Regions from separate parts of the Zea mays genome. Here regions 2, 3 and 4 are each linked to region 1. Evidence: chromatin contacts called from public Hi-C data. All regions are on one chromosome and are shown on one strand. The core of a region is the stretch at or near the end of the contact, and the rest is flanking DNA. Distances in the headings are between cores, read along the strand shown.

Region 1 (2,700 bases), core at 10-2,509:
GGTAGTGAGATCTTATGGCGCGACAATAATAGAAAAGGTTAAAGTTAACATTGAAAAGACAATAAAGGGAAACTTAAATGATAGAATATATGTCAAGATTTAGTCTTCAATAAAAAAAAACGAAGAGAAGGTAGCTATCTATATACCTGAAACCTTGATTTGTGGCTTAGATTAGGCTTGAAGTCTAGTCTGCTAGCATAAAATCTTGTTATCGTTGGTTGTTGTCATATATCCGAATGGGTTTTATCAAATTTGGCTTGTACTGGCGCAAGCGCAACAAAAGAAATTAGCCAAGTCCAAAACAGTCAGATGTGGAACACACCTCGAGCACGTTGGCGTATGTGTTGAGGATGGTGGGCAGCCCCCTACTGCCGACGTACGCCTCTGCCTCGACGTTCAGGTTCTGGTACCGCACTTCGATCTTGGGCAGATCAATCCCCACCCTGCACCATATAGAGCAAGAAACAGAGGAATTCATCACATGCCGTCTCTGTTTGCTCATGCTAATGAAGTTCTCAATCTCAAGACGGAAACAGTTTGGTAGCAGTTGTCTTTGACAAGTTGGATTCCGGTCCTGTATGCCACATGCATGGTGGCGGAAAAGGGCAAGCTGGCAAGTGGCATTGTGGGAACCAGGAGACGGCGGCACGGCAGGCCGGGAAGCCGGCGACGATTGAGGCAGGCAGTGCGGTATGTCTTACCGGTCGACGCGGTCCTTGAACTTGGAGAGGAAGCGCTGGTGGTCGTCGCCGACCCAGGCGAGGCGCTGCAGCAGCGCGTGGCGCTCCTGCGGGTCGAGCTTCTGCACGTTCACGTGGCGGAGGTCGCCCTCGGGCATGGCGAGCACGGCCGTCCTCGCGCGGTCGTAGGTCGGCAGCTTCTCAAGCGCCGCCCACCGCAGGGCCTCCTCGTCGTCGACGCCGCCGTCCGCGCGCGACGACAGCGAGGAGAAGACGGTGTCGCTCGCGGCCGACCACACCGATCCGTCCCGCCGCAGGCTCCCCAGCGCGTGTATCTCCCCGGCGTCGTCCATGCCGCCACCGCCAGGCCGGGAAGGCAATAAGAAGACGGGGCTCGAAGTTGGAGAGGTTCCCTCCTTAATCCTCACACTACGGAACCGGTAGACGAGTAGCAGGTCATTACGCCTCGTCGTGGACTGCTGCGCTCGTGTCGCATCAGATTATATAGCGGGGCGGGGCGCCGTGAGGAGAAAGGGACTCCCACAACTTTGTCTGTGCAAGAACGATAGAGGTGAGTGTCGGGGGGGGGGGGGGGGGGGGGGGGGGGGGGGGGGGGATCTCAGGGGCGTTCACGCTCGGCTTGCGCTTGATGACGTCCGGCCTGACGACGCGACGCCTGGCGGGCTACAAACTCGTGGCTCCACGCATCCAGCTCGGGCACGTAATGCCACGTACGTACCACGGCGCAGCACGAGACCTTGAAATGCAAATCCCATTTCATTTGTTACTCGGTCTACAAAAATCTTGACTGCACGAACAGCAAGGGAATTGAAATACAATGACTGACATGACGAGCGTGCGCAACGTGATTTATAGAGTGTTTGGTTTGATTAATTATATCATCCAAACTAGTTAGTTGCCCGTGCGTTGCGACGGTACACGAACACTGCTGATAAAAGCATTAATAGTAATTAATTTTGGATAACTTCATGAGATGTACTCTCCCGACAGGAGGAAAAGGAGGAAAGACTCATTCATTTTTTATCCATCAATTAGAACAAAGTAAAAGAAGCAACTAAACACCATACATGTTCATATATAAACTTATATATTGTCTAATAGCTACACTTGTGGTCAACAAGATGTTATTAATCAATTACGAGATTTTCTATGGATACGCGATGTATCAATACTAATACCCCAACTTCTTTTTCTCAAAAACAATGATATATGGATATGCTATTTTGTAAACATTAGTAAAGATTTGTAAATAGTTTATATTGGCTAATTATTGATAATAGTTGTCTTCAGATATTCTGCATCGTGCCCCTGACATAGTAGTCGACGACCTGCTGTAGGGGTAGGCCCTTGTACTCCATGACAGTGGCCATGTCCCACTTGAGCGTGCCCGACACGGCACACGCGTCGCATGTGTATGTGCCGAACCTGATCAGCGGTGAATCCCCAATGCGCCCGAGAATCTTGCTAATCAACCGTCTGTGGACATGGCCGTCGCACACCCCAACGTCTCTGATGCGTACACACTGATGGGCAACCCGTTCATCACCATGTCCGTCTTGTGTACGTTGTCGCTGTCCATGTTGTTCGCGCTACACTTGTCCATTCGCGCTGCATTTGTCCATCCCCATCGGTGGGATGAGGTAGTCGAACTGCGCGAGCGCGAAAAGTAGGAAAAAAGAACAACCATGGTTGATGAGCAAGATGAGGAGTAAGAAAATGATGGACAACCTCTTTCCTTGGCCAAACACCCTATTTATGCATTTAAGGGGAACATGTTATATAAATAATAAATGTAGAAAAGGGAAGAAAGAAAGGAAAGTCACAGCTTGCTCCCGTATTCTTTTACTTTTATACCCTCCTTTTTCTTCCTAAATTCTGGGTTACGTTCATGCACATGGGCAATTGGGCTTCCACCGACCACCGTATTGGGATTTTTTTCTCCCAGAGAAGTTCCCTCTCTCTGTTCCCGACGCGATCAGCTCAGCTGTTCTTCCACTCC
Region 2 (2,700 bases), core at 80-2,579, 290 kb after region 1:
GAAAACTGAAAAGAAATCAGAAAAATAGTACATAAAATTCAGAAAAATCAGAAATATTTTTTTTAAATCTAACAAATTACAGAGAATTTATGGACTATTTTATTCCGCTGCGTACTTTGGTACTTTATTGATTTTATGCAATTTTCAGTTGATTATGAAACCAACGTGGATTAATTATTGTTTAAATTGCATAGAATTCAGAAATTTTGTGATAATTGAATATTTTAACCAATGTTAAATATTGTTACCACATTTTTGAACAGAAACATCTATTTTTGTTCTAGATCATCCAACGATGGTTTAGAATTTTAGAAACATATTATTTTTCTATGCATTACTGTTTATTATGAAGCTTACGTGGATTAATTCTCTTTAAGTGCATAGAAATCCAACGACGGTTTAGCGGTCGTCATGCATCATCCTTTTATAGAAAACCCCATGCATTTCTTCCTAATCGACCTGCACTCGATACCCTCACCCGTTTGCCTAGAAAACGCCATCGTCTGTGTCTTCCGCCCGGTCCCCTCGCATGTCCGCGTCTTCCGGCCCCCAACCAGTCGCCGCCACCTGCGCTCGCATCGTCCGCTCGCCTAGAAACCACTGTCGTCTCCACTCAACGAGTTGAAGGAGTAGGCTTGGCTTGGCTCAAAATCGGCTCGCAAGTTGCATCCATGTGACTACGTCATTATGCTTAAATAATAGGGTAGCAACAATTCTGATATGCCATTTGTTCTCAATAATGATCAACTATGTTTTTTAGGTTCAGGTTCAGAGAAATGTCCATAAATTCTGAGAAGTGCAGCAGTATACACTTCTTTCAATCAAGACTACTGGGTGCAACGAAGATCGTTCTTTCTACCCTCAGGCATCAAGATACAACACCGAATTGAAGGATTGATGGATAATAATGCTAAAGCAGCAAAAAAGGTATTGTTATTATAGCGATGGATTTTTTAATAGACAAACTTCGCATGACTGTTCTTATATAGAGATTAAAACAATGGATAGGTAGGCGAAGGCAAATATGCAGTTTACTGGGAAAAGAAAATTTCCATTCAGATGGTCTTTTCACCTAATTTTGGTCTATAATTTTGAACTTACAAATAAACCTGGCAAGCAAGTTTGGAGCATGGTTAGGATCAAGAACAACATCAATTTTCAGCCTTCAAGGTTACAACCAATTGTCACTACAAAGTCCAGATGCAACTTAATTTTAATTAACAACACAACATATAGCCATATATATGTTATTGTTACACTATTTTTTTCCGTTGCAACGCACGGATACTTACCTAGTTATAAATAAGGGGCAGCTCGCCTCACTCCCTCACACGGTCACACACACCACAACCCAGCCACCCACCACCTCCCCCAATTGCCTCTTCTCTTCTCCCAGCAGCTGCCGCGACGCAGTCCTACTCCTGCGGTGCCTCCAGTTTCGCAGCACCGTTGCCACACATCGCCAACTAACGCCATCGATCACCCGGCGGCCGCCCAGAGTCCTGCCCTGCCATATCCGAACCTGCTCCTGCAGCTAGCCAGCAACACAGACAGAATAGGTCGGTCGGTCGATCGATCGATGGCCAGCGTTATCGACGGCAATGGAGGCAGCCGGCTGGTGGTGACGGAGCTGGGCCACCTCAAGGAGCTGGCGATGCAGCTGGAGGGGCACCTCGGCGGCTCCTCGCCGGACCTCTGCAAGCACCTCGCCTCGCAGATCTCCTCCATCACCGACCGCTCCATCAGCCTGCTCATCACCGCCACCTCATCAAGCCCCCACGGCGGCGCCTCTGACGCGCCGCCCTTCATCAGGGCTACTACCAAGAAAAGGTATCATCATCCCATCGACGACCTTCCTGATTACCATACATAAACCTTCTTAACGAATTATTGGGTCTCTCAAGCCAAGTGGCTTTAAAGTTTAAACTATTGATTTACTTTGCAGGAAGAGGATGGACAAGAAGAGGCATGAGGTGAGGGTGGGCTCGGCCGGAGGCGGCGGCGGCGACCATCCGGCCGACGACGGCTACAGCTGGAGGAAGTACGGCCAGAAGGAGATCCTTGGAGCCAAGCACCCAAGGTGCCCACTTGACACATGCTGTGCTATCAGAAGATTTTTTTCCCCCCTCCTTCATCTTTTCCACACTCCACAGCCCAATCTCATCTGCACGTGTTCTTATCGCAACTTCGCAAGTGGAATCGAAATCATTTTGCCTCTGCTTTCTTTGTCTTCTTTCCATGGCGGGGCTGCAGCTAGTATTGTCCTGGTGGAAATGTCAGTACAGCCTCTTTTTGCTTGTCTTGTTTTGCAATTGTTTGGCTGGCCTCCACTTTTTGTCCGATGTCGGGGGCGAACAGGGATTCATCATATCGTGCGAATCTTGCTCTGGATGCACAAGAAAATTCTCTCTTCTCCTTCTCCTCCTCCTCCTCCTCCTCCTCTTTTTTCCCCTAACAAACAAGATGCCGGAGCTCACAAGCAAAATCTCATGGGCCTGCCTGACCTACCTGCCCGGACCTGACATGATCCACCGTGCGAAATTTCCAGGGGCTACTACCGCTGCACGCACAAGAGCTCTCAGGGATGTGCGGCGACGAAGCAAGTGCAGCGCACCGACGAGGACCCGGCCTTCTTCGACGTCGTCTACCTCGGCGACCACACCTGCGTTCAGAGCCAGAGGGCGGCAGCGACGGCGGGTC
Region 3 (2,898 bases), core at 44-2,543, 390 kb after region 1:
TGGACCTGGACCTCCGGTACGTTCACACACTCAGCGTTTGGACCATTCGAGTACGAAATCTATGTGTGTGGTTTTAACGTCGATGCATGATCTGATCTGCGTCATCATGTCACCCTATACTGCTTACTGTAGTACGTACCGTACATGGGTACAGCTGAATTTGGTAATAATACTACATATAGTCGTAGCTAAATAAAGAAGAGGCGTATTAAACTGCAAAGACGTGTTATTATTAAAGATGTTGGGTTTTTAGAGACTAATTTTTAGTCTCTCCATTTAATTTAATTGTAGTTCCTAAATTAATAAATATAAAACTAAATTAAAATTTTAGTTCATATATTTAGCGATTTATGAACTAAAATAAAATAAAATAAAATAGAGAAACTATAAATTAGTCTCGAGAACACCCCCTAAATTGGAGAAACTAAGGGGTGTTTGGTTTTAGAGACTAATTTTTAGTCCCTTCAATTTATTCCACTTTAGTCACTAAATTATCAAATATGGAAAATAAAATAGAGTTGTAGTTTCTATATTTTACAATTTATAAACTAAAGTGGAATAAAATAGAGAGACTAAAAATTAGTCCCTAGTAAATCAAATACAGTCTAAGTGGATGTTTGATTAGAGGGACTAGACTAAACTTTAGTCACTACACTAAAGAAATCAAACATGGCCTAACTGCGGCTGTCTCGTGCTCTCGACCGTTACGGGTTTTCCGCAGGCTGCAGGCCGGTACTTTCCACTGAGAAACATCGCGGAAAAAGGAGTAGTATGAGATATATATCATGAAACAAACCTAGAAAAAGACAGGTGCCCACACCACCAGACATGCATGCAATTTTAAATACATTTGTTAATCGAATAGGTACCAAGCATCTTCGACTTTTTTGGTTCAGATTTTTGGGTCCCGTCCCGTGCGGCCATGCCACGACGCACCAGCAGCACCCTGGGTTTCCCACTCTGATCCCGACCTCTCACAAAAGATATACCATCAGTCCATCACCACTTCACCAGCGATCTGGTGCAGACGTGAAATCCGATCTAGCGAGGGCGAGCTCACCCAGTCACCCTCACCCCACAACCCAAACGAAGCGTCCACGAAATACAGCTGTGCTGTCCGGACTACGTGTTCCCGATCCGACATGGCACATCAGCGGCCAATGACTGAGGCCCCAGCCGCCGGTATTCTCACCGGTCAGTTCACTTCCTGTTCCCTCGGCCGCCTCGCCCGGACGCGCTTCGTTTTTTCTTTAAAAGGGCAGCTCTGGTCGAGCTCCCCCTTCGTGCCACACTCGCCATCGCGGCGTCCCTCGAGAGTCGACCACCTCGACGGCCGACCAATATAGCAACCTATACAGGGCATTCTCATCTCATGGCGACGACGGAGACGATGGAGATGGGCATGGGCGTCGTCGTCGACGGCGTCAGTAGCAACGGATCAGGCGGCTGCGGCGGGCTGGTGGTGACGGAGCTGAGCCACATCAAGGAGCTGGTGAGGCAGCTGGAGGTGCACCTCGGTGGCTCCCCGGACCTGTGCAAGCACCTGGCCTCGCAGATCTTCTCCCTCACCGAGCGCTCCATCGGCCTCATCACCTCCTCCTCCAGCTCCAGCGGCCTCGACGGCGCCCGCCGGAAGCGCTCCGCGGGCGACGCCGGCCTCGCCTCGCCGCTCTCGGCCACGCCCACCAGCGGCGTCACCGACGGGCCGTTCAAGAACACCAAGAAGAGGTGAACCTCGCCATCCATCGCTAATGCTTTGTCGTTGATTGCTCAAGGCAAGCCAAGGCAATGGACAGACACAACCGGTCGAACGAACTGTGTCTGACTCTTTCGCTGATTACTGCTCTTTGAACCCGGCCGGCTCGCAGGAAGGCGATGGAACAGCGGAGGCAGAGGGTGAGCTCGGCCGGCGGCGAGAACCCGGTCGACGACGGCCGTAGCTGGAGGAAGTACGGCCAGAAGGAGATTCTCGGAGCCAAGCACCCAAGGTTAGCACATCTATCTCACTCAAACACGTATTGTTGATTTGGATTGGAACCGCGCTCTGTCTGACGACCTCCGTCGTGCCAAACCTCGCAGGGGCTACTACCGCTGCTCGCACCGCTACTCGCAGGGGTGCCAGGCGACGAAGCAGGTGCAGCGCACCGACGAGGACCCGACGCTGTACGACGTCATCTACCACGGCGAACACACCTGCGCCCCCCACAGGCCGGCGGCGGCGGAGCACAACCCGGACGCGCGCGGCCACCTGCAGACCCTGAGCGCCGGCCTCACGGTGAAGACCGAGGGACTGCCGGACCCGCCGCGGGGCCGGGGCGCCGCCACGCCCTTGTACCTCTCCGCCTCCTCCACGCCGCCGTCCACGTCGGAGAACTGGGGCGTGTCGCCCGCGACCTCGGGCTCCACCCACGTCGCCTCCTTCCGGCCGTTCGAGGCCGCCGAGTGGCGGGGGCAGGCCGAGCACCAGGAAGTGGTGTCCGCGCTCGTGGCCGCCATCGCGCCGCCGCCCGCCGTCGACAGCCTCGACGACCTGCTCATCGACATAGATCTAGACGACATCGCGAGCTTCTTCGCGTGACCCGCGCGTTGTAGCAGCCGATGTGGCGTAGTATGTGACCGAGCCCTCTGGCTCTGCTTCCTGAAACTGGAACAGAACAGAGGAGGGAAGAGCACCAAAGCTCTGCTTCCTGGGGTCCATGCAGATGCAGGATGCAGGCGTAAAAACCTAGGAGATGAACAAGAGTAGAGACTGCATTTTTTTACCCCTCTTTTTTTGTTAATCTTTTTCCTCTTTCAGAGGACTGAGGGTAGTGTTTGTATTGTATTATTGATTTTTAATGCCAATGGGAAAAATAAGATCCTTCGTGCCATGTGAGAATTGTCTTTGATCTCAATTAT
Region 4 (2,700 bases), core at 35-2,534, 480 kb after region 1:
CCTTCAGACCCATCAGTAAGCTCTCCCCTTCCACATAAGCAAATGACAAATTTAGATTGCCTGGGTAACGGTGCTCCATACTTCCATTGATGACAACATCATCGACCTGCGCACGTATGCCATCAAGCAGCCTCTGCTGCAGAGCACTGACACGCCTGTGGTCATAATCCATCTCTTGAGCGGCAATCTCACAGGCAGCCCCAAATCCAACAACAAGAGGTGTAGGAACAGTCCCACTGCGGATGCCACGCTCCTGCCCACCACCATTCATCTGTGGTTCCACCCTGATGCGAGGGCGGCGACGAAGGTAGAGGGCCCCCACGCCCTTGGGGCCATAAATCTTGTGGCCGGACAAGGACATGAGCCCAATCCCCATCCTGTTCACATCAATCGGGATCTTCCCCAGCGCCTGCGCAGCATCAGTGTGGAACGGCACGCCTTTCTCCTTGCAGATGCGCCCAATCTCCTCGAGCGGCTGGACGACGCCGATCTCGTTGTTGACAGCCATGACAGACACCAGCCCGGTGTCCGGGCGGATGGCGTCCTCGAGCTGCGCGAGGTCGACGAGCCCGTCCTTGCGCACGGGGAGATAGGTGACCTCGAATCCCTCCTGTTGCAGATACCTGCAGGAGTCCAGCACGCACTTGTGCTCGGTCTGCGTGGTGATGACGTGGCGGCGGCGCTCGCGGTAGAAGCGCATGACGCCCTTGACGGCGATGTTGTTGCACTCGGTGGCGCCCGAGGTGAAGAAGATCTCGCGCGGGTCGGCGCCGACGAGTGAGGCGACGCGGGCGCGAGCGTCCTCTACGGCGGCGTCGGACTCCCAGCCGTAGAGGTGGGTACGGGAGTGAGGGTTCCCGTAGCGAGAGAGGTAGAAGGGGAGCATGGCGTCGAGGACACGCGGGTCGACGGGGGTCGTCGCCTGCATGTCCATGTAGAGCGGGCGGCCCGAGATGCGCACGCCCTTGACGGTGACGGCCGCCTCGTCCTCCTCCGAGGCCACCGCCGCAGGTGCGACAGCCGTGGAGAGAGCGCGGGTGGGGATGGAGGCGCCGCGGCGGAGGAAGAGCGGGAGGAGGCGGCGGGAGAGGGCCATGTTGTGGGGTGGTGGCCGGGTAGAACGGGGTAGGGTTCAGGGGAGGGGTTGCGGCCGCCGCCGCTGAGCTCCCGTTTTGGGGGAGTGGCGATATGGGAATTGCTGGTTAAGGCCAGGGGGAAGGTGGGGAGGACTGAGGAGCCAAGCAGGGTATGGACGAGAACGAGCACGACGGCACGACGCGTCGACGCGCCGACGTCCGATGTGGATGAGACTATGAGAGGGGGCAAGGGAAGGGAAGTGCGTCACGCAACGGCGGCCCATATGTGGGCTGAGGAGCCGAGCTGATTGGGCTAGGACGCTAGGTTGGGATCAGCTTGTTTGGTTTAGATTTTTTAACTAGATTTAATATTAAAATATAAAATCTTAACTAAACGGTATAACTTCGTAATAGAATTCTGAAAATCTATGTATTGTTCTAGTTTAATTTAGAATAACTTTCTATGCTAAAAATTTAGATTTATATCATCTATGTTACCATATGCTCTTGTAGAATTTTCAGTTGACAGTTGTTTTAACCAAATATATTTTAATTTTTTTCATGTCCGTCAGCTCACATAAGCTTTTCACAGCTCACAGTTAAAATCAGATTTATATCTTGTGTGATCACACCAACTGCGTTTATGTTGTGGCTACTACTATGTACGAGAAGGAATAAGGTCTACCACATTTCAGTTGTAACCTCAATAGTGTGACAATGGGAGCATCCGAAAGAGGTAAGAAGTGGAGCACCACTTAAGGGCTTGTTCGGTTAGCTCTCAATCCATGTGGATTGAGTGGGATTGGATGGGTTTAAATCCCAAACAAGTCAAACTTCTTAAGAAATTTTTCCAATCCCATTCAATCCATGTGTATTGGGAATAACCGAACAAGGCCTAAGCATGAAGATGGCCTATAACTATCTATAGAGTTACCTGACTGGAGCATGGCCCTCGTGTGGGCTACCCTTGTGTGAGGCTCCAACGAGGATTATTAAGAAGCTTGTGCACTTCTTGATACCTCAGTAAAACTATCGAGTATCAATGAGAGTTTGTATCTTTATCATATTTAAGCTTCTTTATTTATATTACTGGATCATGTGGCGCCCATTCGGGCGCCCTATCCAACACAAGGTAAAACATGAGCAAACAATTATATATGCTATATTAAAATTCAGCAAAGGATGATTAAGTCTCCAATAAAACCGTTTAGCGCGGGGAGCAACAAAGCAACTATGAGACCAAACATAGATAGACCGAACATAATCCGCATTAAAGTTTTAGACCATACTTTAACGTGTTCCATAGTAAGACGGTCAGGGCTATTACAGCCTGAAACTGATCCCAAATAAGATTATAGGATCGAAGTCTACGTTTATGGGTCGCAAGTTAGGGATAGGTAGGCAGCTACGCGGGAGGTATATACATAGTACGGAGAGCTGATGCAACCCACATAGTTATGCACATAAATCTTACACAACTACAATTGTAGCTTCACGCATCCACAAAAGCCAACCACAAAAGCGACCAAGATGTCCATCCACAAAAGTAACCAAGATGTCATCTGTCATACGTTCAAACTTCAGGTTTGTCGAGGCTGCAAATAGATACAAGAATGTGAGTATA

The links. A called contact is a pair of places that touch in the nucleus more often than the background predicts.
Region 2: a contact with region 1 is called in a Hi-C map of endosperm, with 2.6 times the contacts expected there. The contact joins the promoter of LOC100285217 here to the promoter of LOC103632597 in region 1. A contact is called at or near these places in 5 of 25 Hi-C or Micro-C datasets (bundle sheath, ear, endosperm and 2 more).
Region 3: a Hi-C map of leaf mesophyll shows a contact between it and region 1, with 6 times the contacts expected there. The contact joins the promoter of LOC100193434 here to the promoter of LOC103632597 in region 1. A contact is called at or near these places in 5 of 25 Hi-C or Micro-C datasets (bundle sheath, ear, leaf mesophyll and 2 more).
Region 4: a contact with region 1 is called in a Hi-C map of bundle sheath, with 3 times the contacts expected there. The contact joins the promoter of LOC100282194 here to the promoter of LOC103632597 in region 1. A contact is called at or near these places in 6 of 25 Hi-C or Micro-C datasets (bundle sheath, ear, endosperm and 2 more).

What each region holds. Positions count from the first base shown.
Region 1 is chr7:96,467,004-96,469,703 of Zm-B73-REFERENCE-NAM-5.0, forward strand. It overlaps LOC103632597 (ABC transporter G family member 53), which reads right to left and starts at 1,260. Exons shown (of 24, transcript XM_008654356.4): 1 at 702-1,260; 2 at 323-443. The coding sequence starts at 1,033. It also overlaps the pseudogene LOC103634023.
Region 2 is chr7:96,758,611-96,761,310 of Zm-B73-REFERENCE-NAM-5.0, forward strand. It overlaps LOC100285217 (WRKY74 - superfamily of TFs having WRKY and zinc finger domains), which reads left to right and starts at 1,330. Exons shown (of 2, transcript NM_001413656.1): 1 at 1,330-1,830; 2 at 1,946-2,700. The coding sequence starts at 1,580. The coding sequence ends at 2,522.
Region 3 is chr7:96,855,767-96,858,664 of Zm-B73-REFERENCE-NAM-5.0, forward strand. It overlaps LOC100193434 (putative WRKY transcription factor 30), which reads left to right and starts at 1,294. Exons shown (of 3, transcript NM_001138554.2): 1 at 1,294-1,728; 2 at 1,869-1,988; 3 at 2,080-2,869. The coding sequence starts at 1,373. The coding sequence ends at 2,578.
Region 4 is chr7:96,946,831-96,949,530 of Zm-B73-REFERENCE-NAM-5.0, forward strand. It overlaps LOC100282194 (Cysteine desulfurase mitochondrial), which reads right to left and starts at 1,285. Exons shown (of 2, transcript NM_001155106.2): 1 at 1-1,285. The coding sequence starts at 1,096. It also overlaps the pseudogene LOC100193241.